Linked DNA regions of Macaca mulatta: all the other regions are linked to region 1. The links are chromatin contacts, called in public Hi-C maps. All regions are on one chromosome and are shown on one strand. Each heading gives the region's core, a stretch centred on a gene start, on an enhancer-like site or on the middle of the called end of the contact. The rest is flanking DNA. Distances are from core to core; before and after follow the strand shown. Region 1 holds the start of LEKR1 (leucine, glutamate and lysine rich 1). Region 2 overlaps CCNL1 (cyclin L1). Region 3 has its middle 79 kb from the start of CCNL1. Region 4 holds the start of SSR3 (signal sequence receptor subunit 3).

Region 1 (2,891 bases), core at 74-2,573:
AGTACTCAATAAATAAAACTAGCCTCAGAACAGAGTGATCTTGCATCAGGCGTGCGAATTTCTGTCCCAGATAGGTACCGGTTTTGGTGCCCTATATCTAAACTTCCATTATTACAAAATGACAGCAGTCTTACCTTCACTATCCCTCAGATAAATATGATGAGGATGAATAGCTCTGAAAGTTATTTGGGCTTCTCATAAGCATGCTGTACTTGACCACTTGGTTGACTGTCCTCCAGGCCTCTTAATCCTTTCCTCTTTGAGGGAGTGGAAACAGAAAATCAAGGGTAGGCACTGGGGCAAAAATATCAGTCAGGTTGCGCGTACAAGATACATCTGCTAGACTTTTTAGTGCCAAGGAACAAGGCACTGCAGTGTTCAGTACTTCCTGGTGTCATTAATCAATAGTTATGAGTAAGCAGTTTGGTGTACTGCTACTGCTGTGCGTCATTTAATCATTTATCTAAATCTATAGGTTCAATTAATTTTCTTTGTATTTACTTAACCTTATTTTATTCAATAGCAAACCAGTCTTTCTGCCTGCTAGAGAGCCATGATATTTTCTCTGGTTCTTGGAAGAACTGTACTTGGACCTTATATAATCCTCAGAAAGGCAAGATCTGGACTACGAATGAGTCACCTGCTAATTATACCAATGGCTGCTCCTTCCTTGACCAGTCACAGAGTATTACCCTATCTCGGTATGCTGCTCTGCTTGTCGCGTAGTAGGTCAATAAATATTTGTTTTGTGAATGAATGTATGAATAAAGGGAAGTTTGTCACGTGTAAGGGTGGGTAGCCTGCGATAAATAAAGTGTAGACTAGGAGGTCTCAAAATACTTTTTGAACTAAGCCCTTAATCTTCACTACTTTGGAGTAGAATGGAAATGTCACCAACGCCTTCCCAATTAATTTGCCCTTGCTGTAATGACTGAAACTAGAACTTCCCTTTACACCCATGACCTCTACAGGCATCTCTTTCCTCCGCTCAAGAACAGTAACTGCTCACTGCTATGTCAGCCACATAGCCCCAGAGCCGGGGTGAGAGGTAGGGCTATAGGCTCCTGACTCCCGGCAGTGCCTCTCTCCAAACCCCCACGACGGTGGGATAGCTCCCTCCATCTCAGCAGCCGCTACCAAGCACCCGACCCACTCTCGCCCGCCTCATCCCTCGATCCCCTTCCCTCCTTCTCACAACACTCCGCGTAAAACTAGCCCAGCCTTCCCAGCCCCACCACCAGTTTTCCCACTTCCGCCCGGCGCGTGAGGCCCTGGGCGGTGCAGGGGAGCGCTGACGACAGACGTGGGCCGTGACGTCGCTGCGCCCTGACGTCAAGCCGACGGGCGGCGCGGTCGCCCGGGAGACCAGGAAAGCCGTTTCACACCTGTCGTAGTCGAAGTCGAGGTGAGGGACAATGGCTTTCCTCAGCCTGGGATGACGCGGTCCACCGGAATGCAGTTCCGGAGTGGAGGCGTGCTCGTACCCGGGGAGAGGACCAGAAAGCTGAGCCGCGGTGCCCCAGCGAGGGCACGAGGTCCCGGGCCTGGACTCCGCCGCCACACTGTTCTGCGGCCCCTTCCTGCTGTCTTCCAGCCCGCGGGTCCCAGGCGCGGTGCGCCTTCCTCCCAGCCCCAGGGAACGCGCGGCTCTGCTTCCTCACCCCCGCACCTTCCTCCTCCTCCTCTTCCGGCCACGGCAGGTCCAGGGGGAACGGGGTTAGAAAGGGACAGATTTGAAAGCCGTTGCAGCAGTTTTGTCTGGCCTTGCGGTTGGTTTCTGTGCGGAAGATCCCGCCGCTTCAGGGAAGTCTTAGGACGTGAACTCCCGCCTTCACCTGCCCCTGACCTGCTCGTAGTGGTGTGATTCACGCCAAGACAATGGTTCTTTACGTAAGGGCTTGAAAGCTGAACGTGAGTTAATGGCCTAACGTGACACTGGTGTGAGAAACGGAATTGGAAATGAACAAGGACGTGTCTGCATTTTAAAAAATGTCTTTTCGGTGATCTTGTTAGAGAGGAGGTTCACAAACACTCACGTAGCTGCAGCCACTTATCACTGCACCTCTTGCCAAAGTGCAGTCCACACACGTGCAATGAGAAAAATTAAAGGGACTTGTTTGATAACACACGCAAAACTATGTAAGACTAAATTTTAAAAATTTACAAATTTTCCCTGTTGCCAAAAGGGAAAGAGACCCTTCTTCTTTCTCGAGAAACTTAGTATTTGTGAATTCTTCCTCAATTTAATATGTATGAAAATCTTTTTTAAAACCTAGGAATGCTTTTCTTGAGGACCTGGAAGCCATTTCTTTTAAAATGTAAACATCAAGGAAGATAGGGCCCCAATCTCCTTGTCGCTTTGGGAGTTTAACCTACCTGCGTTATTCCTAATTGTAAACACCTGCTTTGTTATAGCGCTATGCATTCCTTAGGAGGAAAGCCGTTAGCTAACACAGGTGGTTACCCCAATTACCAGATGAATTAAAGAAGAAATATAAAAGAATGTATAGAACACTATGTTAAGCCCTCTTCCATGAGGACACGTTACCAATTTCCTTGAGAATGTGTGTGACGGATTATATCTCCTTGACTGTAGTAAGAAGAGTGGGATTTCCTTCTCTCTTTGTAACCTCATTAGCAGATTAGCTGTGATGTACATCAAAGTCTAGTTAAATGCCTAATTACTAATAAAATTGTTGTCTTTCTGCATTGTGGAGCATTTTCTGAGTTGGCATGATATTTTACTTTTAATTTCCCCCCAATAATCAGAACCTGCCAGTTCCTCCCCTTCTTATGCTAAGGCCATAAAGTTGGAATAGATTCACAATGAGGGCACTACACAAAAACTGTTCTACTGGTGCTTTGCTTCTACTGTCATTTAGATCCGTGCT
Region 2 (2,700 bases), core at 9-2,508, 310 kb after region 1:
CCTGTCATTCCTCCTCCAGTCGGGCCTGTCTAACCAGACCAGCACTCAGGTCACTCTGCGCATGAGTGGGGAGGGATTCCTGCCTATCCAGTGACCCTGCTCAGTGGGTAGATGTCACCTCTGTCCCTGGAGCACCCGAAGCACCCAGGGGCCCCCACCTACCTGTTTCACTTCTCCAGGGCCTCCACGAAAGGCCACCTCCCCCACCTCAGGCGTGATTCCAGTTTGCCAAGGAACACTTATCTCAGGATGTTTTTGGCACCTTCTGGGCCACAAAGGTGCTCCCTGTAAGAGAACAAACCACACCAGGTTGCCTTTTGACACATCTATTTCAGGGTCAGTTGGCATCTTATGTTCCCCCTAAAAAACTGAACAATCTTTTTTCTCTCATCCAGTAAGAAAAGTCTTCTTTTTATTTTTCACATGGGTTTATGCACCCCCCTCATCTTTTCAGAAGGAGGCTCAATGCAAGTATCTGTGTTATAAACTAGCTTCCGACACTGGCCCTGCCCTTGAGTGGACTTAGCCTTCCTAAGACGGGGCTCCTTTTCTCCTGGGCATGTGCTCGGTTGCTGGAGAGAAAGGCCTATTGTTCTTGATGTGCCCAGTACACTCTGCCAGGCAACACGCTGGGTGTTCCTCCCAGGAGGTAGAAAACCACCTCCCCAAGATCGGATCATTTTATACCTTGTGTTTTGTTTGGTTTTGTTTCCGGCCTTTCCTTCTTTGCTGTACCTCCTTCCCGAGCGCTCAGAGCCCATACAGCACTTATTTCTTTCTGTTCCCTTTGCACAGAGAATTGCCTTTTGTATGCCTTTGATGTGATTGCTCAGCTTCCAAGGGAGGGGAATGAGTGTCTCGTCTCTCCCACCTAGAGGCTCGTGCTGCCTGTGGTCAGAAAGAGAGCGAACAAAGGCGTGCTTGGCCCTGAGGGAGGCTGGGGTTGGGCCCAGGCGTGGAATGTAGGGTCTCTTCTACCCCGAGGCGGGAAGTCGAGCAGTGCTTTGGGGTCTGCGGGGCTCTCCAGCGATGACTTGGGGTGCTCATGAAAGGGCTGAGCTGGGCAACAATATGAGGAGAGGTTTTGCCTCTTGGTCCCTGTCCCATCTGCTTAGAGTATCCGGGTTGTCTGGGGCTCCGAGGGAGGAGCACTACAGCAGGAGCCAGGAGTTCGCCTGCCTCTGCCACCGTGTGACCCCGCATGACACTGACCCTCCCAGGGGGAGCCTCCCTTTCCTGGCCCTTGAGTGGGGCAATAACTCCTGCCCCACCCGCTGGCTTTCTGGGTCTCATGTGGTGAGGAGCAAACACGACACTCTCTGAGGAAACGCCGTAAGAAGCAAGAGCCCTTTGTGAGTCAGAGGTGGTGGCTCTTGCTGGCTTTCCCACTGTTTACCAACCGCCCCCAACCCAATTTCCCGTGAGCATCTAGTGACCTCATGCTACCCCCTTGTGGCCAAAATGCGACTCCTCATTCATTGCTGTGAAATTACATTGCTATTAAAATCGTAAGAAAAAATAATGAAAGTAATTTAATAATAATGAATATATAGTAATTAACCCAGACCAGAATGCTTTACTTTTCATCAATAAAGCCATAAAATATAATTTTTAATACCTTTTGGTGTAGGAAATGGCGCATGAAGAAAAAAGTGCTTAATGTGGGCCCAGACCCAAGGTGAGCGTGGGGCTGAGGGTGCCCTTCCCCGCCGCTACCCAGCTGCTGGCGGTGCCAGGGAGGCCTGCCCGAGGCCAGACGGTGGCCACTTGCCGAGGCACCCCTGAAAGGGCCTATATGTCCCCAAGATGAGGGGGCCAGGATGAGGGACAGGTGAGAAAGCACTTGGCCGCTCTTCCTCAGCTCTTTAAGATCTTTTCAGGTCCTTCAGGATTACAAAACACTTTAATGACGATCTTTTTGTTTACTGAGATAGAACCGGTTGTCTGGAGGGAAATTAGAGCTCCTACATATTGAAAAATAAGTGACCAATAACTGCCTTGTTTCCTCGTTACAATCTCCTTCCTCAGACACAACCTCACTGACCACTCACCACAGCCCTGAAGCAGAACTGTCCTCATTTTCAGACGAGGAACTAAGAGGAACCTGGAGTCTGAGAGATCATATGCTGGTCAGATGGAGCAACAGCTCGAACCCAGGGATTCTGATTTCAAACCCCTCACTTTTTTCTTTTCTTTTTTTTGGGGGAGGATTTGGGGGGACAGGGTCTCTCACTCTGTCACCCAGGCTGGAATACAGTGGTGTGAGCACAGGTCACTGCAGCCTCACACTTCTGGGCTCAAGCAATCCTACCACCTCAGCCTCCAGAGTAGCTGGGACCGCAGGCATGCACCACCACACCCAGCTAATTTTTGTATTTTTAGTACAGACGGGGTTTCACTATGTTGCCCAGGTTGGGGTCGAATTCCTGAGCTCAATCAATCTGCCTGCTTTGGCCTCCCAAAGTTCTGGGATTACAGGCATGAGCCACTATACCTGGCTCCCCTCACTCCTTTTACTATGTCAAGGGCTTGGAGTTACTGGGTGAATCCCAGCCCTGCAAAATGAGAACAGTCTATATGGAGAGGAGGAAATGCTGCAAAAAATGTACCAAGACTTTTCCTTCCACACCTGTGGAATAAATCTAGTCAACAGTCATCCTCTAGTCATGATGAATAATCTGGAAACTCATGCCTTTGACC
Region 3 (2,700 bases), core at 76-2,575, 260 kb after region 1:
CATTCCCTGGTGGGAATCTCAACGGAAGACACAAATGCAGACGAGAAGGAAGGGAGAGGAGAAGCCGACAGGTGGACCTTTCCCAAGGACGTGGCAAGCAAATGATCCCTAGAAAGAAGATGAAAATTTAGGTCAATAAGAAGGAAAGACACTGTTTTTAGAACCACTATGATGACTTCAGAGTTGGTTCTCCTTCAGGCTTTTGTCCATCGAGTCTGTTGTGTCTGATTCCAGACTCCTCAGGATATTTGAAAAAAACCAATTTATTTGAATTACATCAATGTCCTTTACTTGCATCTAAAAAATCAAGGTCAAGCTATGCTGATATGTGAAAGAGAATTGAGATGAATGAGGGCTGACTCCCAGTCTCTGCCCCTGTAATTACTTTCTTTGTAAGCCTAAATACCCAATCAGATGGATGCCTTCTCAACACATTTTTTTCATATTTATGAAATACCTTTGAACAATACAATCTGGAAACTCTGGCAATATCTGTGACCAAATATATCCAAGCCTGTTTATGTTTTTAATTGAAGATCAAACAATTTTAGATGAGCGAATCTATGGTATCATAGAAACTGCATATTTTTAGGTAATTCTTGAGAGTATTTTGCAAACTATTAAAGTAACTTGATATCATGCTATATCTTTAAAAGATACTTCTCAGCTGTGAATACTATTGGAATGAAATCAGGGGTAGCATTCAAAAAAGTCTGCAGCATGGAAAGGTTTGCATATGAATTCTGATTCCATTAGAAAACCATTTCTTTTAGGACTGTTTTATCATTCTCTATTGGTTCATGTAATATGATCGGTTTGTTCTTATTCTAATTAAAGATTCAATTTATTAAAGAGTCTTTAACTTCACTAAGGCAAAGTTTAAAAAGCTTCTAATCAGATATTCTTGGTAGGCAGGAGAACTATAACCTTCAAACTCTCTGATGTCGTATGAAGCAGCTCTCATCTCGACACAAAGATTTTCACTTCTGTGATCTGGCCTGGTAAAACATTTATTCCTTTATGCTCAGTCCTAGTTTGTTTTAGATCCGGGCCTCTGGGCCCATTAATTTGTATAGGAGGACAGGTGTGCTGTTTTTCTTCAATCCTTGAGGATATTAGGAAAAACTTTAACGAATAACGGGATCCCATCACCTGACGTTTCTTTGGGGAAAATGACTTTTGAAGGCATGTAGGGATTATCAAGGAAATAATTTTCCTTGTAAATTACATGTTTGTACATAAGAGGAGTGTTGAGCAGGATATCAAGAGGCAGCGGTCACTCATGTCACTATATTCAAAGTTAGTTAAACACGGAAACCAACTCACATTTCCCCAATTTAGCATTTCATTTTAAAAAGTTGCTGAATTCAGGTACATCTCGATTGCTCAGGGTAATAAAGGAGACATTAGGCGTGGATAACAAGACCACAAATGGTGAGTAAAGTAAGACACCAGGGATCATTTCTTTCCTGTTTATTAACATTCACTCCAGGCTGTATACTTTGGTTACCATGGTCACGTGGTGTCTGATGTCACAGGCCAAACCATATAAAATCACAGAGGCCACAACAGGCAGGAGGAGCGGCCTGGCCTTTTCTGAGTCAGGCAGCCCAGCCTGTGGGATGCCAGGCTGGGTGTGCTGGGCCTGACCAGCCGCCCGCTTTCCTCTTCTCCTGCCTCTGCCTGCCCCCTGGTGGACAGTTTGGGTAAAGCAAGGGAGTGCGCCTTTGGGGTCTCAGTGGGGCTGAAATAGGACTCCTCCCCCTAAGACAGCCTGCCTCCCCCAGCCTTGTTCTCCAGCAAAGTCAATTTCCTGGAGAATCGAGGCTCTGCCTCAGATGTTCAGAGCCTCCTTAGGATAAACACCTCCATTCCAATTCCTGGGGCCTTGATCAACCTGTGCCTCCCTTGATCCCCAACTTGAGGGCACCTTCCCTTGAGCAGTGCCCTCATGAGGTACACCTTTTCCAGGAAACAAAAATCATTCCTTCTTTGGGTCCTGCAGGCTGTAAAGAACCAATACAGTACTGTGCTATAGAACATGTTGCCACTGCAGAAGCCCCTTGTGTTTCCAAGAGTACATGTCTATAGCCATTCGCTTATTCATCAGAAAACAACTAGAAGCCAGGCCCTGTGCTGGGCCCTGGAGACATGGAAGAAACCGGGCTGAGGCTCCCGCCTTGAAGAGCTCGTGGCCCAGGGAAGGGACAGTTCATCTGTCATTGATTGCCACGTGACAGTGTCTATGATGCTAAAAAGATGTCAGTGCTGTGCTGCAGGAGCAAAGGCCATGGAGGAAGAGGCTTTGAGTTTGTTGCGAGTTCTTGCCAGAGCGAGGCAAAGCCAGTCACTGCTTCGTTCAGATGACTCAGGTAAATAAATGAGGCCGCACAGGCTGTCCTGACACCACACACCTCTAGAATACCCTGGCTGTGCTGGGAGCTATTGGTGTCAGCTGAGTATTTTCATCCCTGTCCAAGTCACAATGATCTGACTGTACCAGCCTGTGTGGATGTTGCTAAGAGGAGGCAGACAGCACCATGAGCTCCCTTAGATGACGATCGGCATGATGTTCCTGCTGTGGCAGCACTCAGCTCTTGCCAATGTTCTGCTCTGCTTTGCTCACTTTAAGCCTCCCTTATTTTTTTTTGATGCCAGTTTCCCCATTGCTGATTCACAGATATGCAAGACTCGGGCAGA
Region 4 (2,737 bases), core at 89-2,588, 260 kb before region 1:
ACAAAAGCCTGCGAAATTATTTAAAGCTAAGCCTGGTAAAATACCAGGTTATTAGTTATGCAATCAATACAGTATCTGAGGATCTTCAGAAGTGAGATAACCAGTTAACAGTATAGTCTCAAGCCTTCCAGTTCAGAACATTTGAAAAACATCACCTTCCTATTACTAGTTCAGATGAGATTTCTGCTTCTAAAATGAGAACAAACTCTGGCTCAACGTAATCACAAGTCAGACTTCGAATTTCATTCATCAGGGTACTAGCATGCTAAATACAGGCCATTCCAAAATGCCACGTGCAGTCCCAAACCATAGTTTCCTTGCTGACGTGGCTGTTATCAGAAATCCAAGCAGTGCTGTCAAATGAGTGAGCCATAATATGGCTTCACATCACGTTTATTGCACGCTGGGTTGTATAAGGACAAAAGAGAAAAATACATTTGGTTTTAAATGCCCCAACAACAGTGCAGCAAAAGACAAGAGTTCTGGAACCTTGAGCTCTACTAAAAACAACATTGTGCAAGTCTGCACTTTCCCAACCCAGTGAGAATTCTAGAATTGGTACAGTGGGATTATTTAAAAAGTCTAAACAAGGTAGATCCCCAACCCCTGGCACTTCAATTTCTCTCTTTCTGCAAAAACCAGGAAAATTATGCAGTGGTGTAAAGTAGCTCACGTAAAGATGCACTTCTAATTCAGTGGGTTACTTCATGGGTCTCTCACCTAATTAATTTATACAAAATAAGTAATAACGTAAGTTTAAAATTTCGTAACGGCAAGCAACAGTTGTATGGAAAAGAGCAGCAGGCAGTATGCTTGAGTGTGTTTAAATACAGATTCGGGGCCGCCACCCCAGAACTAGTTAACCACCTTCTCCGGGGGTAGAGCTCGGGAACGTGCGTACTTTTAACAAGTGACCTCCCGGAGTGCTTTAACAGGAGAATCCCAGGCGACAACGCCGTGCCAAAAGAAGAGGCTCTGTGCCTCCCCGAGCTCAGGGGACCTGGAGAGATCGCAGACCCCCGGCCGGCACCCGCGCCTGGCCTGCTCGCTGGGTCCTGCCACGTCCCCGCCCAGCCCGACCCGCCCGCGGCCTCCCAAACCAGCCTCGCTCCCAGCACTCACAGATGGGGATGGCGGACACGATGAACGCGTTCCCGAAGAAGAGCGCGGAGGACTTGGCCGAGAGATTGCGGCTGAAATCCTGCAGGAGCAGGTCCTCCTCGGACTGCTGTTTGGAGCTGCCTTTGGGAGCCATGGCGGAGCAGGAGGCGAGAACTTGGAAGGTAGAGCCGGCCGCCAAGGCGGGCAAAGGCCCCTGACTCCGCCCCTGCGGCCGCCGTATCCGCTAACGACCCGTCAGCGCGGCGCGCGGAGGCGGGACCCGGCTTGGCGGAGAGCAAGCTTCCCCAGGAATGGCCAACCTGGCGCCGCTAGCTAGGATTCCGGGCGTGATTGGGCGAGCGGACCAGACTTCCGGATTCCTGGAAAGCCACGTGACCCGTCCACCTCGAGGAGAGAGAAGGGATTTGTAGTTTAGTGGGTGCTTTAAAAAAAAATTGACAAAACTTTATTTATATTCCACTTCAGAGCTGATGACAGGGTCATGAGTTCTCAGTTCTTCAGAATTCCAAAATTAAAAGCTCTTCTGGCCCCACGCCATTAGTGCCCTCTGTACGTACCCAGGACTGAGTACATTGAAGGAGAAAGAAGAGAAAGGTATAGCTAACTCATGTAAAATCCCTTCTCCTTTACACATCCTTTATTTCACCAAATACCTTGAAGAATCTTATGACGTGCGCGTCATTACCGCCACTGAAGATGAAGAGCCTGAGGGTGGTAGATCTGCGGTGTGGCTCTCCAAGGTGTGGGCTCTTTTCACTAAACAGTAGGCCACCTCTGTAGGAAGAAAATGGGACTCTTGTTTTTGAGAAACTCATGATCTTACTGATGAAGGTAATATTTAATATATGTCTGATACACTTACAAGTTACTTACTATTTTATTTCAAATAAACGTATAGAGTTTTGTGGCTTCCAAAGCCATGCTAAATAAAACATAATACTAAGAACAGGTTGGCTAGGCAGGACTCCTTCTCTGAAGCTCAGAAAGATTTAAGTATGCCTATTAAAACAGCTGGATTCCATTTTTAACTCAACACATTATCTTTTATTCAAAAAAAAAAAAAAAATTCCACCACATCACTCCCAGCAAATGCTGCTTTTCATTACTGAGAACACGCCAGTGCATTAGGCACAACTTCCTCAACCTCCAGCCTCCTTATCAACAGTTTTGTAGATACCTTTCTTCCTCACAGTATTCAAATTGTAATCTACCTCCACAGCTTCCTATTACTAGTCCTAATTGAGCTTTTGTCTTCAATATTTTCCAATCTATTCTCTATACAGGTACCAGAGTGAGTTTTCCTGAAATATAAATCCTTCCATTATCTACTGCAAGTATTCCTTAATGCCAGAAATTTTCATTAATTCACCACAAAATGAAAAAGAAAACAGACCATCTATTGAATTTTTCAGAAAATCAAAAGTATTCATTTTAAAATATCTGGGTTTATGTCTTTTTTGATGTTAAAAATGCTCCTTATTACATGGTAGTGATAGAAAAAGAAAGTATTATTTTTCTCTTACAACATACTCCTCCCCCAGTTTTTCCTATCTCAGTTGCATTCTTTTAAACCCATTTGCTCTGGTTAAAATGGTGGGTTTCAACACTAATTATT

The links. Hi-C and Micro-C count contacts between places; a contact is called where the count stands out from the background.
Region 2: a contact with region 1 is called in a Hi-C map of fibroblasts, with 2.5 times the contacts expected there. The contact joins the enhancer-like site here to the promoter of LEKR1 in region 1. A contact is called at or near these places in 4 of 14 Hi-C or Micro-C datasets (blood, fetal cortical plate, fibroblasts and 1 more).
Region 3: a contact with region 1 is called in a Hi-C map of spermatogonia, with 2.6 times the contacts expected there. The contact joins the enhancer-like site here to the promoter of LEKR1 in region 1. A contact is called at or near these places in 6 of 14 Hi-C or Micro-C datasets (CD4 T cells, fetal cortex germinal zone, fetal cortical plate and 3 more).
Region 4: a Hi-C map of fetal cortex germinal zone shows a contact between it and region 1, with 2.2 times the contacts expected there. The contact joins the promoter of SSR3 here to the promoter of LEKR1 in region 1. A contact is called at or near these places in 2 of 14 Hi-C or Micro-C datasets (fetal cortex germinal zone and fetal cortical plate).

Annotation. Positions count from the first base shown.
Region 1 is chr2:60,002,339-60,005,229 of T2T-MMU8v2.0, forward strand. It overlaps LEKR1 (leucine, glutamate and lysine rich 1), which reads left to right and starts at 1,324. Exons shown (of 13, transcript XM_015131868.3): 1 at 1,324-1,405.
Region 2 is chr2:60,313,678-60,316,377 of T2T-MMU8v2.0, forward strand. CCNL1 (cyclin L1) reads right to left here. Exons shown (of 13, transcript XR_013414533.1): 13 at 1-285. Among named protein-coding and RNA genes, the nearest start is that of CCNL1, 29 kb to the right of the region's middle. Within about 2 kb of position 1,259, at least 10 of the 40 cell types and tissues checked have an H3K27ac peak or open chromatin away from gene starts, as enhancers often do.
Region 3 is chr2:60,263,821-60,266,520 of T2T-MMU8v2.0, forward strand. No RefSeq gene overlaps it. Among named protein-coding and RNA genes, the nearest start is that of CCNL1, 79 kb to the right of the region's middle. Within about 2 kb of position 1,326, at least 17 of the 40 cell types and tissues checked have an H3K27ac peak or open chromatin away from gene starts, as enhancers often do.
Region 4 is chr2:59,737,393-59,740,129 of T2T-MMU8v2.0, forward strand. It overlaps SSR3 (signal sequence receptor subunit 3), which reads right to left and starts at 1,339. Exons shown (of 5, transcript NM_001266544.1): 1 at 1,123-1,339. The coding sequence starts at 1,255.